Linked DNA regions of Zea mays: region 2 is linked to region 1. The links are chromatin contacts, called in public Hi-C maps. All regions are on one chromosome and are shown on one strand. The core of a region is the stretch at or near the end of the contact, and the rest is flanking DNA. Distances in the headings are between cores, read along the strand shown.

The links. Hi-C and Micro-C count contacts between places; a contact is called where the count stands out from the background.
Region 2: a Hi-C map of ear shows a contact between it and region 1, with 3 times the contacts expected there. The contact joins the promoter of LOC100191565 here to the promoter of LOC100383569 in region 1. A contact is called at or near these places in 2 of 25 Hi-C or Micro-C datasets (ear and tassel) and 1 of 3 datasets of contacts at active chromatin or transcription factors (leaf).

What each region holds. Positions count from the first base shown.
Region 1 is chr10:151,313,238-151,316,253 of Zm-B73-REFERENCE-NAM-5.0, reverse strand. LOC100383569 reads left to right here and starts at 1,369. Exons shown (of 6, transcript NM_001176217.1): 1 at 1,369-1,966; 2 at 2,293-2,543; 3 at 2,650-3,016. The coding sequence starts at 1,388.
Region 2 is chr10:151,471,946-151,475,155 of Zm-B73-REFERENCE-NAM-5.0, reverse strand. LOC100191565 reads right to left here and starts at 1,417. Exons shown (of 11, transcript NM_001367088.1): 1 at 1,172-1,417; 2 at 968-1,080; 3 at 780-887; 4 at 474-712; 5 at 346-387; 6 at 137-224; 7 at 1-48. The coding sequence starts at 1,367.

The DNA.
Region 1 (3,016 bases), core at 120-2,619:
TATAAACTTTATCTTCATCCGATTTCATATGTAAAAGTTATGATTTTATAACTATATTATGCAGAAAAAGAAAAAACGGCTACCCGAATTCCGGGTACCCGTATCCGACCCAGGATTTTCGGGTACTGACCGGGTATTAGTGATTCCGTATCCTACCCGTATCCGAGGTTCAATATCCAGGTAATACCCGTATCCGTCCCGACAAACAAAATACCCGTATCCGTATCCGAAATTACGTTCCGTTTTGGTACCCGTATCCGATACTCGTTCCGGGTACCCGTCCCGTTTTCATCCATACTTTATGTGGTGGGTTACAGGGGAGTTCTCTAGTATGAAGGATGCTAGAGAATTGAGTAGATGGCTAATGAGTGACCTGTCTTTTGATAGGGTGCCCCTAGGCCTTATATACTCGGCCGTAGGGCATTACATGCAGGTATGATAACTATGTGCTCATAAGTAATAGTGAACCAACTGAACTTATCTTTCTATTATCTTGCCGACTTATCTTCGTTTGGTTCCGACGTCTGAGGCCGCTGCGCGTGAGAATCGGATCAATGATGTGGATAATGTTTAAACCCAATAAGACGTCTGGGCTCGAGTCTGTCCAACCTTGCGTCGATCCATTCTGTCAGTGATTCCTCCCCTGTCTCACGAAGGGGTGGCCTTACGAAGTAATGGGCCTAAAGTATTTCGCGAGGCCTTCTAGCCTTCTAGTGGACCCAGGGGATATATGTCGTCCATAAGGAGGTCTAGCCTATACGATTTCCAACCGTTCTGGCAAGATTTACTAGAATAATCACGCAAAGAATATAGATTTTAATCTAAATTAATTTAATCGTGGACCGTTCGGTCTCTCATGCGGACAGTCCAAGACGCAAAGAGTCTGATCCACACGACCGGATAAGTGCCGAATATGGTTCTCAACAGTAACCAAACACCTCTTATTTTGTTTAACAATTTACTTGTATGGTCATCAAAATATTGTTTTCTATGGTAGAATGTACTGTTCGCGGAGTAAATTTTGAATATGAACATAAATATGAATTAAGCTAAGAACACGGTGGGCCGTGGGCGCAGCCGACTCACAGACTCGGTTTAGTTTTCGTATTCGTGTCCGTATCGCTTTCCTACTAGCTACTACCCTTGCCACCGTCCTGGGTTGGGCCAAGTCCCCCAAAACCAGCTCGGGGCCCAGCAACCTTGACAGCGCAGGACGGTCCAGTTCTTTTGTTCGGCCGTTGGATCAAACAAAGGCCGCCTCTGCGTCTCTTATTCCCTCTCTTTTTTTTTTATAGTACAACACAATCCACCCGCGTCGGCACGAGCACCCACAGCAGTTGGCGCGCACCAAAACCCTACCCTCCCTCTGCTCTCAGCCGCCAACGCCATGGGCTCCACCGCCGCTGCCTCCGTGCTCCCGGTGTCCGCCGGCTCCGGCGAGAACCTCGTCCTCATCCTCGACTACGGCTCGCAGTACACGCACCTCATCACCCGCCGCGTGCGCCAGCTCGGCGTCCTCTCCCTCTGCGTGTCCGGCACGGCGCCGCTCGCCTCCCTGGAGGGCCTCCGCCCACGCGCCGTCATCCTCTCCGGCGGGCCCCACTCAGTCCACGCCCCCGGGGCGCCCGCCTTCCCCGAGGGATTCCTGGGCTTCGCGGCTGCCGCGGGCGCGCACGTGCTCGGCGTCTGCTATGGGATGCAGCTCCTCGTGCAGTCCCTTGGAGGCGCCGTTGTGTCCGGGGAGCGCCAGGAGTACGGGAAAATGGACGTTGAGGTGACGGCGGCCTCCTCCGCGCTCTACGGGCAGGCGGAGACCGGGAAGCGCCAGACGGTGTGGATGAGCCATGGCGACGAGGTGGTTAGGCTGCCGGAAGGGTTCGAGGTGGTTGCTCGCAGCGTGCAGGGAGCCGTCGCGGCCATTGAGAACCGGGAGAATCGCTTTTATGGGCTCCAATACCACCCCGAGGTAGTAGACGTTATGGCTGATTACGTACTATGATGATGTGCTAATCACCATGATACAGTAAATGCCAATCATTTATATGCCTACTTAATTGCTTCATTCACCAAGTGCTGCTGGTCCTTTCGGTTCAGGCTGCAGTGCATTTATCTTGTTCATTCATCCTACCGAGCAGCAGCTCAGTGGTTTAATTCTTTTTTCTGCCAGTACAAATAATCTTCTACGTGCTTTGCCCCTTCTATTACTATTACTGTTGATTATGTGTCCGGTGCATTGTGCTTTGTCTTTGTATACCATCTGGTTGTCACTGTATTGAAATTTCTCGTGTAAAGGTTACACATTCAGCCCAAGGAATGGAAACACTGCGCCGCTTTCTCTTTGATGTTTGTGGGATCAAAGCTGATTGGAAGATGCAAGATGTGCTCGATGAAGAAATCAAGACCATCCAAAGCACGGTTGGCCCTGACGAGCATGTTATCTGTGCATTGTCAGGTGGTGTTGATTCAACGGTCGCCGCCACTCTCGTTCACAAGGCGATAGGAGATAGGCTTCACTGTGTTTTTGTTGATAATGGTCTATTAAGGTAACGATATGCTGCCTTTTTTTTCTTTCTCGAAGTTCTGTTGAATAGAACTTGTGCTTATCTCGAAGCAATCTGCAATGAAACTAACACAGAACCTCATTTGTAGGTACAAGGAGGGAGAGCGAGTAATGACAACCTTTGAAAGTGATTTGCACCTGCCAGTGACATGTGTTGATGCCTCAGAGCAATTTCTCAGCAAGTTAAAGGGTGTCGAAGACCCAGAGAAGAAAAGAAAGATCATTGGCAGGGAATTCATAGCTGTCTTTGATGACTTTGCTCACAAGCTGGAACAGAAGATAGGAAAAAGGCCCGAATATTTAGTTCAAGGGACTTTGTACCCTGATGTAATTGAATCATGCCCACCTCCTGGGAGTGGAAGGACACATTCCCACACCATCAAAAGCCATCACAACGTAGGTGGCCTTCCAAAAGATATGAAATTAAAACTTATTGAACCACTCAAGCTCCTATTC
Region 2 (3,210 bases), core at 168-2,667, 160 kb before region 1:
CTCAGCTGCACCACCACCATTCTCACCGCAAACAAGTGTCCCATGAGCCTTGACAAAAGAAAAATGTGAACGGCACTCAATCAGTACAAAGATCTGCAAGAAAAAAAACTTGCTTGCGAGGAGATAAAATACTAACATCATCGATGACCAACAAATAACCATACTTTCTGCGTAATTTAATAAGTTCAGGAAATGGAGCGAAATCACCATCCATGCTGAACAGGCTGCACTTTATTATAAAATAAAAGGGGTTTTCATATTGTTAGTCTAATAAAGTACATATACAAGCAATTGCTACGCATCAGCATTAACAAAAACACCAACGCTTAGTCAGTGGTGACTTGCCTATCTGTGACAACAACTTTCTTTTCCAATGAGCAACTGGACCTGCAGGGATTATAAAACTATAGCTGCTGCTAATTCAAGTAGTGTGAGTACACTGAATATTACTGCAAAGCGAAGAACAAACGTACAGCAGGAAATCGAGATGGAACATGTCACAGTGCTTGTACACAAACACTAATGCTTCTTGCTGCCGCTCCAAAAGGCGAATCCCATCAATGATTGAAGCATGGTTCAGCGCATCTGAGAAGATGGCAATTCTCTCGTGCTCTGCAGGTTTTCTTCCAGGGGACAAAAGAGAGGTAATACTCCCCAGGGCTGTAATTGCAGCCATGTTGGCAGAAAATCCAGTGGGGCAAAGAAGGCAATCCTGCAGAACCACTACAGGATAAGGATCCGAAGTTGCAAATTTTCAATCTGAATACGTCAATGGATACCTCTTTTTTCTTCAGTCGTGCTAATGATTCCTCCACCAATTTGTGATAAGTAGTATAACCACATATCAACGCCGAGCCTCTTGGCCCCATGCCATAATCTTGAGCTGCCTGGCAAGCACCAACTAAGTCAAAGTCAATTGATATATCAAGTAGTGGCCACAGCCCAAAGCGCAGCATTGGCGGCACACCTTCACAGCAGCCTCACGGACTGCCGGATGCGAGCTGAGGCCCATGTAGTCATTCCCTGAGAAGAGGATCAGGTTTCCATCCAGCTGTTCTTCCTGTCCACCCGCCTCATCGCCTAACCAAATCTTACCGAGAGGAGAAGGCAATGAATATGTGTGTGTTTAGCATGTGCTACAGTACAGAGGGGAGTTTTTCTTGGCACTGACCTTCGGCCAGCCACTGGTGCAGGGTGTCGCGGTCGAGGCGGATCTCGACGGCGGCATGGTCCCAAGGCCCCGGGCCGTCGAAGGTCCTCGGCGCCGCGGTCGGCGCCGCGAGCGCGATGGGGCGCGTGGCACGTAGCAGGCTCCTGGCCTCCAGCCTCGCGAGCGCGGCGTCCACTAGCGCGTCCCACTGCCCCATTTCGTCGAGCAGGCGGCGCGCCGCACCGGGCGAGGGACTCGTGACAGAAGGTGCAGCGGGGGAGGGAGAACGCCTCTGGTGCGGATGAAGTTATTTGCGATTGTAATATTTTCCTCGTCTGGCTTCGCCACTTTAAGTGCTCCGCAGCGAGTTCTCGTCATTTTGGCATCTTCATGGGAGCTCACTCGCTAGCTTGGTACAAATTTTGTTTTAGTCAATGCTAAATTCGTAGGATCTTTAATCTTTGCTTGCAGTGACTCTTCTGTTAAAGATGTATATTTGGGTCGGGTCTGATATTCTGCCCGAAGCACCAAAATAAAAAAACATAGTCCAAGCATGGCACGACCTGAAATTATGCATCGGGTCATGCTTGAGCCGAGGTCACGCCCCACGAGCGGGCACGAGCACGGCCCGTTGAAAGCACCTAGAGGGAGGTGAATAAGTGATATTGCGAAATTAGCTCTAAACAACACACTTGATTTATAAAACATGTTAGTGAGAACTAAAACCAAGTTAGGATGAGAAGAGAGAAGAAAAGAGAACTCTTCACTTGATTGCTCCTTTAAGATGAGTGTTAAACTTTGGAGCAATATTACAAGTGAGTATGAGAACTTAAGAATATAGTAATCACAATAAGTAAAAATGGACAAGAAACACAACGATTTTTACCGTGGTTCGGTCAATACCTACTCCACGTGTGATGACCTCCTTTTGTCAAGGGTTGCACTCAACTCCTATCAAGTGATCCAAAGATCAAACTTGAGTGCTACAATTGTCTTCCTGATGTCAATATCTCGTTGTGAGGAATCTCTATAAATTAGAGTCTCTCACACCTTACACAAATAATCACAATCAAATCCGGAGTAAGGAGAGGAGTAAAAATGCACACAAGAGCACAATTGCAGCTACACCACGCACACAAGCAAAGAAGAGAGCACACGAATCAAAACGACAGAGTCACAGCTCAAGAACGCGCTCAAATTTCTCTCTAACAAATCAAAAACGTCGTCGCGGAGTTTCGGAGTTGTGGGGTGCTCAAAGTATATTTTGGGGTCTGCTCCATGGCGCATAGGGGGTCCTTTTATAGCCTCAAGTATAGGTGTACATTTGGGTTGGGCCTGAAGCACGAAAAAAGCACGACACAAAATATTTTAGTGTCGGGTCGGGTTTGGGCCGAGGTTGCGGCCCATGGGCGGGCACGAGGATAGCCTGTTTAAGGCAGACACGAAATGGCTCATATAGAGACACGAAATGGCCCATATATTATTAAAACCACACTTCATTCCACACTTTCATGTACTTGATAAAGAACACAAAGTTAGGGATGATGCTAGTTAGATATTTTTTGCAGCTTTGAATTAGAGTATGCGTTGTAATTTTACTTTTGTTATGAACATTAGATAATGAATTGAACTTACGAACTCTGTATAGACAGGCACCGGACTGTCCGGTGGGGGCACCCGATTGTCTGGTGCTCCATCTAACTATTAGAGCTAGCTGACGTGGCTAATAACCATTGGCTGACTATCATACCGTACTGTACAGCGCTCTGCACAGACCGTCCGGTGAATTATAGCCGAGGGGGCGACTGAAACCGAGAGCGGTCTCTTCGACCGTACAATCGTCGGATTGTTTGGTGCACACCGGACTGTCCGGTGCTGCCCACACCAATGCAGCTTGTTCCTTTTTTGGCTTGACTTCAGATGATCCCTATCATTTAGGCAAATATGATGAGTGCCTAAAACAATTGACTAAGTAATAGAAACATACCTTTATCACTTTGATCCATAAAGGTTTATAGTATGCCCATTTTCAAGCCAAAAAGTATTTTTCTTATATTCCT